Regions from separate parts of the Rattus norvegicus genome. Here regions 1 and 3 are each linked to region 2. The links are chromatin contacts, called in public Hi-C maps. All regions are on one chromosome and are shown on one strand. The core of a region is the stretch at or near the end of the contact, and the rest is flanking DNA. Distances in the headings are between cores, read along the strand shown. Region 1 has its middle 60 kb from the start of Msn. Region 2 holds the start of Msn (moesin). Region 3 overlaps Msn (moesin).

Region 1 (4,987 bases), core at 821-3,320, 60 kb after region 2:
CCTTGTTGGAGGAAGTGTATCACTGTAGGGTTAGGCTGAGAGACCCTCCTCCTAGCTGCCCAGTCTGTTCCTGGCTTCCTTCAGATGAAAATGTAGAACTCTCAGTTCTTCCTGCACCATACCTACCTGAATGCTGCCATGTTCCTGCCTTGATGATAATAGACTTAATCTCTGAACCTGTAAGCCAGCCCCAATTAAATGTTGTTATTTATAACACTTGCCTTGGTCATGGTGTCTGTTCACAGCAGTAAACCCTAACTAAGACAGAGGTCATTTCCTCAACTGTGGTTTCCTTCATTGAGACAACTCAACCTTATATCAAGTTCACAGAAAATTAACCAGCACTGATGTTCCCTTCTTGGAGTTAGTGTGTCCCTACAGGCAGGCTTGAGGTTTCAAAGACTCATGTCTTTCCCAGTGTGCTTTTCTGATTCCTTCTGGTAGTTTGAGATGTGAGCTATCAGCTATTCCTGTTGCCCTGCCTTTGTTGTGCCATAATGGACTCTCTGGAACTGAAACCCAATTAAACACTTCTGAAGGAGCAGCTGATGTCTGAAAATGGGAAATAATGCGGGATCTAGAACTGGGACAAAAATGTGGATGAAAGTAACAGGTCAGGAGACAGAAAGCTCACTACCATTGCATTAAGGTATTGTCAATTCCTGGAAGGAAAGAAGTACATTTTGCATCTTTTTGGGGGGATAGACAAGTAAAGTGGAAACTTTGTAGTTCTTTGGAAAGTTAATTGTGTCAAATGGTGTTTTGCTAGGGAACACGGGTGAAAGGATGTCTTGATATAGCAAATACATGGAAGGACCTGTGACGAAGGATTATAAATATGACCCCACAAACAGTTGGAGACAGACACTGAGTATTGGTTTGGTTTGCTCTGCCTTGCTATTCTTTGCTAAAGAGGCAGGTATTGGTTCACCTTACATAGCATTGTTGAGCTCAACTTGTGGTAATGCCTCTCTTGAGAGGTCACCTAAGACCTGCTATAGGGTTCCTGCAGCAGCTTGTTGCTCCTGCAACCTTGTCTTAGGCTGAAAGGATTGGACTATAGCTGTCAAATTATGTCTGTTGTCTGTTTGCTGAAAGGACTGGACTGTAAATGCTGGTTCCTGCTGGTGTCTGCCTACCTAGAGGACTGGTCTGCAGCTGCTGAATTGTATTTGGTGTTTTCTATGGAACCGAATTGCTGCCAAAGAAGATGGAGCTCACCTTCAAGGAACTATTGCTGAACAGGTCCACTTCCCCCATATCCTAATAACTTTTCTACTAACCCTTCTGGGTGATGGACTAGAGGAGAGGTTGAACCCTTATTAAAAATAGGCTGCAAAAATATTATGCCTACAGACAAGGTCTCATGTGGCCCAAGCTGGCCCCAAAATTACGATGTAGCCAAAAATGACTGTGAATTCTTGATCCTCCTGCCTCCACCTGGTGAGTTCTGTGATTACAAGCATGCACCTCCACACTTCATTTTGTGTGGTACTGGGGGATGAATCCAGAGCTTCAGGTGTGCTAGTAAAGCACTCTTAACAGCTGAATTACATCCCTATCCCTAGTTTCCATCTTGTTATCACATCCCTAAACAGATCCGCAGAGAGCATAATGTAACACTTTGAACTCAAGTGCAGAGTTGGCTAAAATAGGTTCAAGTAAATTTTATAAGCAAGACATAGTGACAGGATTTGGAGATATAAAGATGGATCTAAGTTTAGAACTTGGTTCCAAAGGAGAATTCTGAAGTTGCTTTTGGAGTACTCTAAGCACATACCATTTGCTTGGCTTCCCCTGCTCTAAGTGCTACCCTTGGCAGGGCCCCAGATAGGGTAAATCCAGCCTTCCCCTCCCAATCATCTGGCTCTCTAGACTGGGAAGGAGGCTTTCTTTTTGGGCCTCCCTTCCGCTTTTCCTAGCCTGGGTAGTGAGCCACTCTTCATAGTATTTGAATCAGAGGAAACAGATAGACTGAGGAAGTAAAGAAAAAACAGGCCGGCTAGGCTCTGGGAGCCAATGTAAACATTCAGTGGTTTCCTGTTGTTGCAGCCCAAAGAGTCCCATGACATCATTACTGGCCTTTCCAGAACATGCAGGCTCAGCCCAGCCTGCCAATCTGCCCAGGGCTGAGTGGCAGTCACCCCCTTCCCCACTAGAGTTAGATCCCCCGGAACTCGGAAATTTCTCCAGGCCAACAATTCCCTCACTTGACTAGTCAGTCACTTAGGTCTTTCTAGCCCTATAAGGCATGAGAGGTTGCAAAGCGGATATGCTGTCCCACTTCTCAGAGGCCTTAAAACTTATGGGTTAGAGCAAGATTTCCCAAACCGGAAAGGTTATTTTATTTCTTTTAATGGAGACTTGGAGTCAAAGGAGGTTGTGACACATAGTTTCTGAGACAAGCCCTGATTGCTTCTTCCTCTCTTCATCCTGGTTCAGGACCCACAGGTTTATGCTCTGATTGTTCACATAAAGAAACAAAGCTGTTGCCTATTATTTCCATGGTGCAGATAAAAGCAGTGAGGTCCAGCAAGGAAAGGGACTGGGGACATGTGGTAAGAACAGTTTAAGTCATGTGCAATAGAGATATAGACCTGAAATTTTCCACGGCAGGATGGACTGTAGAGTTCTTGACAGAGAATTAAGAAACTGCAGTCTGAACTCTAATTCCTTTGGTAGAGCTTGGATAATTTTATCCTTCTCATTGGTTCTTAGCCAGATGTAACTAAAGTCAAGGCAAGATGTGATTATTGGCAGCCCGAATATACTTGGTAGAGCTGGTAGCTATAGGAGATGAGAAGAGTCACAATAAAACACCACCCCCCTTTTTTGAGACAGGGTTTCACTGTGTAGGCCCAGCTGTCCTGGAACTCTCTATATAGACCAGGTTGGCCTTGAACTCACAAAGATCCACCTGCCTCTGCCTGCATAGTGCTAGAATCAAAGCTATGTGCTACCACCTCTTGGATAACAAGGACACATGTTCCACTATGTTCATCACAGCCTTATTTATAATAGCCAGAAGCTGGAAAGCTCCCAGATGCCCTTCAACAGAGGAATGGATACAGAAAATGTGGTACATCTACACAATGGAATACTACTCAGCTATCAAAAACAATGACTTTATGAAATCCATACGCAATTGGATGGAACTGGAAAATGTCATCCCGAGTGAGGTAACCCAGTCACAGAAAAACATACATGGTATGCCCTCACTGATAAGTGGATATTAGCCCAAAAGCTCAGAATGTCCAAGATACAATTCACAGAGCATATGAAGCTCACGAAGGAAGACCAAAATGTGAATGCATCAGTCCTTCTTAGTAGGGGGAACAAAATATTCAGAGGAGGAAATACAGGGACAAACAATAGAGCAGAAACTCAAGGAAAGGCCATCCAGAGACTGCCCTACCTGGGGACCCACGCCATATGCAGCCACTAAACTCAACACTATTGTTGATACCAAGAAGTGCTTGCTGACAGGAGCCTGATATGGATGTCTCCTGAGAGGCTCTGCCAGAGCCTTGCTGATACAGATTAAAATGCTTGCAGCTAACCATCAGACTGAGCATGTGGACCCCTGGGGAGGAGTTAAAGAAAGGACTGAAGGAATTGAAGGGGTTTGCAACCCCATAGGAAGAACAATATCAACCACCAGATGCCCCAGAGCTTCAAGGAACTAAACCACCAACCAAAGAGTACACATGAAGGGACCCATGGATTCAGCCACATATATAGCAAAGGATGGCATTGGCATTGTTTGGCATCAATAGGAGGAGAAGCCCTTGATCCTGTGAAGGCTTGTTCCCCCAGTGTAGGGGAATGCCAATGTGTTGAGGTTGGAGTGGGTGGGTAGGAGTGGGAGCATCTTCATAGAAGCAGGGGGCAGGGGGATGGGAGTGGGGAGAACAGGGAAAGGGGATAACATTTGAAATGTAAATACATTAACTATCTGATAAAAATAAATATTTATATTTTATGTGCCACCAATGTTTTGCTCACTTGTATGTTGTATATCAAATGCATTTTGGAACTGAAGTTATGGACAGTTGTGAACTGCCATGTGAATGCTGGGAATTGAACCCACGGCCTCTGCAAGAACAAGTGCTTTTAAGCATGGAACCATTTCTCTGGCCCTCAACATTTCCTATTTCATAAGGTGCAATGAAAAGAATATGAAAGTCACCATCTAAATTCTATGAGATCTGAAACCTGTGTGGACTAGTCCTCTATAGGAATCAAATTGTAATCAGAACTGGGGTCTTTTGGGCTGTAGCCTCCCCAACCCACTCATCACCACAAGGCAGCACAATGTTCTCATTGGAAGATATCAGTTTGCAAAAGCGTTCCCCAGTTTGGTGTCATTTAGTTGGATAGATTTGCATAAAGAAGAGGCAGCAAAGTCTTAAATTATTGTGTGGAAAATCGAGCCAAATGTATTATGGTAATTCCTGCAGCCAGCAATGATTGAATTTCAAGCTGTCGCTGTGCCATGGAGCACAGACAATTTGAAATATCTCTTATAACCAATCAAATTCATCACACTCTAGAATAGCAACAGAATTTGGAAACACCTTTGGGGGGTGGGAGATTTCTTCACCCAAAGATGCACAAGACAATTTGAAGTAATTCCTTTAGCCAGTCAATCTAACCACAGCACGGACTAGGTGTAGGACACACAGCAAAGTATAGCCTACTTTACATGCCTGAAAATGTATATTCATACTCAGATGCGGACAAATAACCAGGAAGCTACTAAGCATATTGAGAGACAGGAAAATGGCGTGTAAGTGCACACACCACCACCAGGAGGAGCAACAGCAACAGTAGCACCAGACACAGACACAATCCAATAGAAAGTTAGGAAAAAAATAGCTATCTGTCTGGCAGTTTAAGGATGGGAGTGGCAGTTGACTCTACTTTAGAGTACCTTACTCATTTTTCTTCTTCCTTCTTTACCAATGTTCCTAATTCAAACACTACA
Region 2 (4,448 bases), core at 1,491-3,990:
AGACTGACCTCCCCACCTCAAAAAAGACCTAGACCCAAGTTGTAGTCTTCCTGTTGGTATGCTGCAACAGTCATGGTCCATTCTCCCCGTTCACCAGTTTCAATCCCCCCATCTAGACAATGGGAAGACTTGGACTTGGTCTTATGACAACAAATCCCAGTATTTTGGTGGTGGAAGTTCAAGTCTAGCCTAGGATATATGAGACCCTGTTTCATAAAACCAGTTCAGCAAATAAATAAATTGTAACACTTAATACATCCTAAAGTTTGAAATTAAAAACTCAAAATCTTGAAAATTAACAATCTCCTTTTTAGGAAATCTAAGTGAGTCTCCTAATTCTTGGAAATAAAAACAAAAAGTTAAAGATGGAATTGAAAGGGAAAGACTTTCTCCAAAAAAAAAAGTTTATTTTTATTTTATGTTCATGAGTGTTTTGGCAGCATGTATGTGTACCACATTTGTGCCTGATGCTTAAGGACACCAAAAGAGGGAGTTAGATCCCCTGGAACTGGCGTTACAGGCAGTTGTAAGTTGCCACGTGAGGCACTGAGACCAGAACCTGTAAGAGCTTCTCTGATCCTAGCACTCAGCGGGCTGGGTTGAGATGGCTAGGAACTGGAGGCCTACCTCTGCTACAACAGTATAGGACCTTGCCTTGAAAAACACAAGACCAGACTTTGGGAACTAGTAACCAGAAATAGTCCCAAAAAGGTGTATTTCAACATATTCAAAGTAGGCTGTCCTGGCTAAGAGAAATTGGCTTAAACGGTGAAACTGATCATGTCGAACACAAAAAAAGGCATTTAATTTTTGACACTACCATTCTCTATCTTTCATAGTTTAGAAATGGTTAAGTACACAGCTTAGAAGCTGAAGGAATAGAAGCCGAGTTTAGTGGTGGCTCAAACTTAGAATCTCTCATTTGAAAAGGATTTACTTCCAAGAGTTTTTAGGTATATCTCAGGCTACAAAACAAAGTGAGTTCAAACCAGCCTTGGCTAGAATCAAATCCTCTATCAAAACAATTTAACAAGCCAGATGTGGTGGCTCAAGCCCGTAATCTCAGCACCGCCGAGGCAGGAAGATTGGCAAAAATCTGAAAGCAACCTACATTACATGGGGAGTACCATGCCAGCCTAGATTATAGGGTGAGATCCTCCCCACTGCAAAGCCCCACAGAATACATGTGATAAGAAAACAGAAGGGAAGACTAACTGAGGGGAGTTAGGAAATCTGCCAGAGGTCTTGGGGTGAAGGAGATGACAGGAGGGCAGTGGAGGTAGGGAACAAAGTATAATTTCACATACGTATATACTTTCACAAAGTATAATTTTATATAAGACTAAGGGACTCTGACTCAAAAAATTAGAATATATATTTAAAAAAGAAAGCTTGGTGTTTCTTAAGAACTGGGTTCTGCGAAGGCAAGGACGACTCAGTAGTGTAGCTGGAATATAGTATAAGGTGGCGAAGAAACCTCAATACAGACACAAAGACCTCCCCATGTCTATTCGCTCTCTTCTCTTCCCAGGCGCCTTAATCCCTTCTCAAGCATCCTAGACACTATCTCAGTTCTACCAAGCTCAGGCAGTCCTAGAGAGATGGATAGGCTAGCAACATACAACACAGGAACCCAGCAAGCCCCTTCACCTAAGTAATTCAATTCACGGTGGTCATAGGGCCTTCATGAGCAAGGACCTGGCGTGACTTGCACAAAAGCAAGCAGAGCTCATTAGTCAAGCACATACCCCTCCCCCACCCCTCCCTACTGGGCATCCGGCCCCCCTAGGCCTCACTCCCAGGAGGCTTCGGGTAGCAACAGCCAGTGGGGTGGAGACCAGATCACAAATCAACCACCACACTAGATAGGTGTGGCCCCCAAAGGAGAAAACCTATACCTCACAAAACGGTCCTAAGGGGACAGAGAGGCACTATGTCTGACAGGGATTTTGAATAGAGGAAGAGAAACCTGCCCTGTCTTCCAGTAGGTTGAGTGGGCCCCTCCACAGACTTGTGCCTAATGAAGTGTTTGTACCCCTGGGAAAAGCAGCCTAGCTGATGAGTCCCCCTACATCTTCCTCATCTCCCAGGGGAAGGAGTTGGAGCTGTGAAGCCGTGGAAGGGGGCAGAGCAGAAGTGGGGTAGAAGAGGGGCGGTTATGGGAAAGGTGGATGGGTGTGTGGGATCCGCCCTGTGCAACTTCCTCTCTCCTCCCTGCTTCTCTGTAACCATGGGGCTCTTCTGAGACACTGATAGCTTTGCTCCAGAAAGGCGCCAATTCCTGGGCGGGGGAAATGTTCTCAAAAGTAGAGTCGTTTTCCCAGTGCCCAACGACCCGTTAGAAAAGGGGGTTTATCCAGCCCCTCAAAAGAGTTTCCACTGCTTCATCCCAGAGGCGGGGAACTGGAACCCAAGAAAGGCTGGCCACTCCTTATCCACACTTTAGTCTTTACACCCCGTCACCCCCTAAAGCGCTCAAATTAGGACCCCACTATCTCCTCCTTCCTAGGGCCCTAAGGGACAGCCCAGCATCCCCAGCAGGCCTAAGACCAACCAAGCCCGAAGCCATAGAGTGGCAAGGGTCAAACTGGAGCCCCCAGGGCCGACCGCGCCAGTCCGCCGCACTCACCGTCTTCGGCATGGTGGCGGCAAGGGAGGAGTTGCTGAAGTTTGGCTGGAAACTGTCGGGCTGCTCTGAGCGCGCAGTACACTTCGGCAAGGACTCGGGAGAACCGGGTGCTCAGATTGGGTCCCACTCTAGCGTCGGGCGACTGCTCCGCTTCCTGCTAACGGGCCACGACTTTACAAACCCCACCCAGGAAAGAGCCGCCCCCGTTGCGCTGCTCGCTCCTTTATGTGGCCGGGCTTCCGCGCCTCTCCCCGCCCTCCCGCCAGCCTGCCCGCGGCTTCGGGCATCGCCCCGCCCAACCCTGCCCAGCCCAGAGAGGCTACTCCGGCCACGTGGGGGGCCAGACCCGGGGCCAAAACTCCGCAAAGACACCCACTCCCCACCCATGCCCACTCTGCCCCCCCACCTTTCCTCACTGCCCCCTCCCTCCAAGTTTCGACCATCTGACTCCGCCCCCAGTCTGAGCCAGAGCTTGACTGGGGGGCCACACCCTAGCAGATGCTTCTGAACTATGAGTTACCACTATTGGGAACCCGGTTGCCTAGTAGAGCTGCCCAGTTCCCTCTCTAGGAAGCCTTGTCAGTTAGAAAGTTCCTCCTTTTTTCTCTGTGACTTCCAATCACTCAACACCTTAAGCTCCCTGGGACCACAACAAATCCTCTGCTGTCCATAGCAGCCCCTGGGAGTTCTGCTACTCCTCAGGAAACTTCTGGACTAAACTTCTTCAGCTCTTCCTCAGCAATTCATTCCCTTCTATAGGATTCATTTAACCTGTCACACTTCCTTCGACCCTGTATGGGCCTCATTTTCTCCAGAATTGAGATCCTTTCCCAAATATCTGTTTTCTAAGTTCACTTTCTATCCTCCAATTCCCAGTCCCAACTCTCCTCACATCAGTATTCTGGTTTTTTCCTTAGCCCTTCCCCAACATATTGGATTTGGTTGGTCTGTTTGTCACCAGAGCTGGCTTTAAACTCATTATATAGATTAGGTTAGTCTTGAACTCACGATCCTACTACATTGGCTAAGTTAGTCTTGGACTAATAATCCTACTACCTCAACTGGGTCACAGATGTCTGACACCATTTCTAGACTTCCACTGTTTTTGACACAGAGTACTAACAGCAGCCAGTTGACTTGGACCCCCAATCCTCCTGCTTCTGCCACGTTAGTGCTGGGACTATAGGTATGCACTCTAATGCCAGGTTCACATTCACTTTTTAATAAAAATTCAAGTCTTTCAGGTGAGATACCCTCCAGTTCTGGTAACCATGCAGGGGCATGGATTGTGTGTCTTTCCTGAGGTAAATTACCATATACCTCAGTGATGGAGAGTCAAACACAGAATAGTGGAAAGGACATCTGAAAGGGGCAATCGGAACACCCACCGGGCTTCAAATCATTGTTTTATCATTAACTCACACTGTGTCCTCTGCGCTTTCTTGGGTAAGTCCCTTCCCCTCTCTGATATTGAGTTTCCCCTTCCATAACAATGACCAAACTACAGGGTTTCCAAGGTCCTTTCCCATTCAAACATTATAAAAAGAGGAGAAATAAGTAGCCAGTTCAGGAAAAAAGGAAACATGTAGGTAGTTGCATAAAGTCTTACATTTACACTCAGGAACCTAACAGTTCCATTTTATTTTCTCACAACTTTACAGTGTTCATGAGTCAACATGCCTCCATTTCTGACACTGATACCACTGTTCACTGATAGGTGGTAAGGTAAAAAAGAACTTTGCCTGTCAAGTGTTTGCCCCAAGGAGGAGTAAGACCTCTCAGAATACCTCAGTAGCAAGAGTAGAAATGGTAACCAATC
Region 3 (5,025 bases), core at 563-3,062, 38 kb before region 2:
CTTTCCTATTTCAAATGCTAGTCATGGATAGAAGAATTTCTGGATAAGGAACTTTCTAGAAATTTATTTCAATTTACCTAATACAGATGAAGCATACTGTTTAAAGAATTATAGGTGTAGAGGAACTGTAGAACTATTCTGACCTTGAGGCAATTACTGAATTACCAAAGAACTGTAATGGTAATACACAGGGAAGTCCCTGAAAAGCAGAACAGAAAAACCTTTTGTGCAAATTAAGAATAATATTAAAGTGGTTTTTCCATAGATCTCCAAGGACAGGACTGGGAAAGGGACTCAAAATAGAAAAAAACCAAAACAAGGGGATTTGAGTAAAATAAATGGAGCCTAAAACATGATGAAAATAGTGCAAGTTAGTACTGATTAAAGGTTGCTTTGTTCTTTGATAATCTGGAGTGAAAATTACACAAGACAAGCTATAGCCCAGACCCATGGCACATGAGGCCCTCTGCACATTTACCTCTCTTAGGTACTACTTCCCTCCTTTTGGACTTGACCTCACTTTTTCATTAGAGAGAGAGAGAGAGAGAGAGAGAGAGAGAGAGAGAGAGACAGAGACAGAGACAGAGACAGACAGAGACAGAGAGACAGAGACAGAGAGACAGAGACAGAGACAGACAGAGAGACAGAGACAGACAGAGAGACAGAGACAGACAGACAGAGACAGAGAGACAGAAAGAGTCAGGGAAAAAGAAAGAAGAGAGAAGACTTGTTTGGGAAGGTTAAAAAACAGAAGGTGGCCAGTGGGTACCCACCACTAAGACTTACAGCCTGAGTTCAAGCCCTAAATCTGTATGTTGGAAGGAACAAATCAACTATCATAAGATATCCTCTGCCCTCTGCATACAATGGTAAGTGCACACATAAATACACATAGAAATTTCTTTTTAAACCCTGAAATTGAAGCTTCCAAATTCAGCAAAAATTTCCCTGGCAGGGAATAAAGGAGCTGATCTGAGTAAACTAGCAATTTAAAGCATAATTCTCAGCAGAGAGAATTGTTTACACAGCTAAATCCTTGCCTAAGCTGGGCCTCAGTATGCACACATACGCTGAGGTCAAAGATTCTATCTATGGAGAACAGAAGGGTTTAAGGAATATGACAACAAAAATCATGGGTATGCATTTCAAGAGTGTGTCATCCTCACATGTCCACTGGCCCTCCTACCTCTAGTCCAAGAACAATAAATCCACTGAAGCTTACTGAACAATTGAACATAGATACTTCCCACAGGAAGCCTCTCTGAGAATTAACTCCTCTTGGTGGCCCACCACCCAAAGGCTTCAACTAGGATCACTCTTACACCTCAAATTGGACAGCCTGAAATATAACCAGGCCAGATGCTGACTCTCACTTGGCAGCAGTAGCTGGAGTGCTTTAGTCTATGACACAGTGGCTTCAAAGAGACCCTCCCTTTCCTTAGAGCCAGGATCACCCAGGTAAGCAGTAGTACTTCACAGCAAAGTGGTCTAGCCATAATTCACCCCCACCTGTTATGTGTTCTTAACAATAAAATTTTTTCCCTGGGGGGTAGAGGGGGAGAAGAAATAATCACAAGTTAATTCCCTGGAAAAACTGAACATAACTCTTGTCAGTACATAAGTGAAGAAAACTGAAGTACACAGGCGCAGGTGACAGAACACTTATTGTATGCCAACTCTGTGCCAGCCCCATCACCCACAGTCTCAGTTCAATCACTTAAGCCAAATTTCCTCTGCTAGCAGTTGGGTGGAGGCGGGTCTTCTGGACATTCTTGGAGCTCCTTCCATAACTCCACCCACCCCTCTAGTCATGGTAATTTCACTGCTCTCTTCAGACACTCACTGTCTTGCTTAACTATTTTGCCAAAGCCCACACACTGTAGCATAGGAAGCCTGGATACATCTGGGAAACACTGCTTGGATAGGATTCCCTTGTCTCCCTAGGGCAGAACCTGTGTAAGCCCAGTTGGGTCTAGCTCAACAACCTTACTACCTGCCATCTCTGAATTCTGAGGGAGGGGTCTTTCTTTCTAGGCGTTCAAGGGAGCTGATAATGGGAGGAAGACGATTATAATTGGAGGAGAGGATCAAGAAGAAATACAAGTCTTACTAGGGCAACCTCAGAACTCCAATCCCTTCCTCCGGCAGACTAATCACCAGTGTCACCCAAATCACCTTCAGCCAGCATTTCCTGTGGCAGTGCCTAAACTATCTTGATGCTTAGGATAACAGAACAGCCTCAACTCAAGCACTTGTTTTCTCTAAGAAGAAAGTTAGGAGTTGCCTCGACTTTCTAGTCCAGGAGGTGGAGAAATCCCTTAACCCTGCCCCTTGCCCCCAACATATATATACACTCACATAGACTTTCCAACAACTCATTCTTCTTTCTCCCTAATAATTTGGAAATGGCACCTGGCATGATTATCCTCTTACCTCTCTTTTGACCTATTTCCAGATCTTTCCAGACCTGCCTGGGCTTAACCGTTCCTATGTCTGTGTCTATTCCCTGTACTTTCTACTGAAGAGAACCACAGCAATCCTGACCCACACCCATACCTTCATAACTCAACATTAGTTCTCCAACCACTCCAGCTGCTCCAAAAGGCACAGGAGACAAGAGTCTCTTTCATTTGTTTTGGCTCAGCCCTGCCCTCCAAAAATTCCAAGAAGCATTTCAACTGACAGAGTGAGTACACTAGAGACTTGAGTGCTATTCTTTCACTTACCATGTCTGAGGTGCTAAACCTTCCCGGCAATGAGGATACAGCCACCTTATCAGCAGGAAAGTACGTGTGTGTGTGTGTGTGTGTGTGTGTGTGTGTGTGTGTGTGTGTCTAACCAATTATGGTCTCACAGTCAAAAGCAGCTCATCAGTCAAGATCTACCCTAAAAACAAACAATGCCCAACCCCAGTTCAGACCTTCCTCCAAGTACATAGGTTTCCCTGTGATGTCCTTAACATGGTCATTCCCCAGAAATTCATCTGACTTTTCCCTTCAGAATTTCTTATTCTAGTCTCCAAAACGAAAAGCAGTGTGGATTCCCAAACTCTTAAACCTAAAAGGACCTCAGTGAGCATTTCACTCAAAATCAATAGTTCAGATAGGAAAACTGAGCTGTAAGAAAGAGAGGCACTGGCCCAGTGTCATACAGCCCCTAGACAGTGTTGAAGACAGGGATTAAAATCTGGGTGCTTGGGCTAGGAGAGTGGCTCAGTGCTAGAGGTTTAGTCAAGGGTTAATGAAGACCAGCAGCACTCCACCTCCAACCCCACAGAGAATATCTAGTTTCTAAAAACTAGCTCTTGATCCCATAGCACATTTAATATGCCTCATGCCATCCTAGATCCCAGAAGCATCAATAGACCCTTCAGAAAGGCTATGTTGAATCTGGAGATACTGTGTGGAGGAGGCTGTATCAGCAGGCTTCCATTAAAAACACAAAACTGATACTATTTGGGAGTCTAGTTTTTCACAGGGTACAGATCTAACTTTCACGCTGAGATAACCACTACTACACATTCTAGGGAGACACAATATTTCATAACAACATGGAGGCGAAGAATAAAAGGAATGGGTCCAAACCTAGGTAGCCAAGAGTAACAATTCCCATAAAACTTTGAAGGTGCCGAAATGAAGAGGAAGTAAGCCCATCATTAATAAAATAAGCATCCAAATGTGAGAAATGGTTATTTGGAGCCACACCCAGCTGGGCTTCACTCTCTCCAGTCAGCTTCCTGCTTGACCCAGGCTCCTGCCAGCAAGTTTCATAGGAAGTTATTTGTAGACTGGAGACAGACCATTTTTGGCAGCCTGGAGATGCAGGCTCTGCCCAGGGCACCAGAAGAGGGCTCTATTCCCTCTGCTTAGGAGCACAACACACCAACCTTCGACGTCATGTCTCTGAAAAACAATGCCGCTGATCCAAGCACCAGCTGAGATAACTTCAACTGCTTATGAGAAGAATCCAAGTCTCTGAAGTTACAACTGCTGAAGCCAGTATTAGTAAACTATTCAGGGGCCAGGAGAAAACTTACAGGCCTAGTCAAAAAGAACTACTTTCAACCCCAGGGCTAGGCTAAGGTTGATTGCAATCTACTTCAGTATGAAAGTAGATGTTTCATAGTAGTTAAAAATGACCTTTGCCTCCTAATTTTCCTGCCCTTCATGACCCTAATGCTAGAATAACATGCATGCACCACAAAGCCTGGCCCAGCATTTTGTTCATGTTCTCTCTCTTAGGAGAAATGGGAAATTCTCCCCAAGAAACAGAATTATAAAGAAGAGTGAGCGTAACAGAGCATTTACGGCACGTTATCCTCTTCTGTGGGGTAAGGCTGCCATGTCACCCTTCCTTTCTCTGAACTCCGCTGACTATTTTTTTCCTGCAATCTCGTATTACTAATCCTTACCACTCAATAAAACTTACCAAGGCTCCCAAAATCTCACAGCTGGTATCACAAAGATCATAAACTAGGCTTCAAACGACTCAATACAATCACCTGAGGTAAATTTTTGGAAGACTCCCTTGCCGATCCACAAAGATTCTGGCTTCTTGGGTCAGAGGGGACTAGCCATCAGGAAGTAAGAACCACCAAGAAAATTCCAAGGCCCTTCCCGATTTGTAAGCCTCATGATGATAAAATAAAATGGCTTGGAAACTATCTGATTGAGGGAAACACAGAAAGCATCAGTTAACTAGACGACATCTGAACAAGTGGTTTAGTAAAGGTTCTCCAAGATTGAACATAACCCACACCTGAAAAGATCAAAGATGCCATGGTCTTTCTATAGTCACTACATCCCTCTATGTTTATAAAGTATGATGACAATAATGCCTATTCCTTTCTACCAAGAACCACCACTACTTATATCCACAAACTAAAGTAGATACTTCTCAAGAGCAGGGAGAACATGGACTTATATCCTAAAAACATCAATACAAGATCTAGTTCTACCAACAGTGAGCCAAAAGCTCTTAAATCTTGCAAAATGAACATAATTGACACCAGTGTAGCAAACATGT

What was found. Hi-C and Micro-C count contacts between places; a contact is called where the count stands out from the background.
Region 1: a Hi-C map of mammary epithelial cells shows a contact between it and region 2, with 2.3 times the contacts expected there. The contact joins the enhancer-like site here to the promoter of Msn in region 2. A contact is called at or near these places in 3 of 12 Hi-C or Micro-C datasets (the Rat2 cell line, Schwann cells and mammary epithelial cells).
Region 3: a Hi-C map of the A7r5 cell line shows a contact between it and region 2, with 2.0 times the contacts expected there. The contact joins the enhancer-like site here to the promoter of Msn in region 2. A contact is called at or near these places in 6 of 12 Hi-C or Micro-C datasets (the A7r5 cell line, Schwann cells, frontal cortex and 3 more).

Annotation. Positions count from the first base shown.
Region 1 is chrX:64,943,079-64,948,065 of GRCr8, reverse strand. No RefSeq gene overlaps it. Among named protein-coding and RNA genes, the nearest start is that of Msn, 60 kb to the left of the region's middle. Within about 2 kb of position 2,070, at least 18 of the 93 cell types and tissues checked have an H3K27ac peak or open chromatin away from gene starts, as enhancers often do.
Region 2 is chrX:65,003,838-65,008,285 of GRCr8, reverse strand. Msn (moesin) reads right to left here and starts at 2,740. Exons shown (of 13, transcript NM_030863.2): 1 at 2,630-2,740. The coding sequence starts at 2,641.
Region 3 is chrX:65,040,723-65,045,747 of GRCr8, reverse strand. All of the region lies in intron 1 of Msn (moesin), which reads right to left. Among named protein-coding and RNA genes, the nearest start is that of Msn, 38 kb to the right of the region's middle. Within about 2 kb of position 1,812, at least 14 of the 93 cell types and tissues checked have an H3K27ac peak or open chromatin away from gene starts, as enhancers often do. A contact at or near this core is called in the A7r5 cell line, where this site is marked.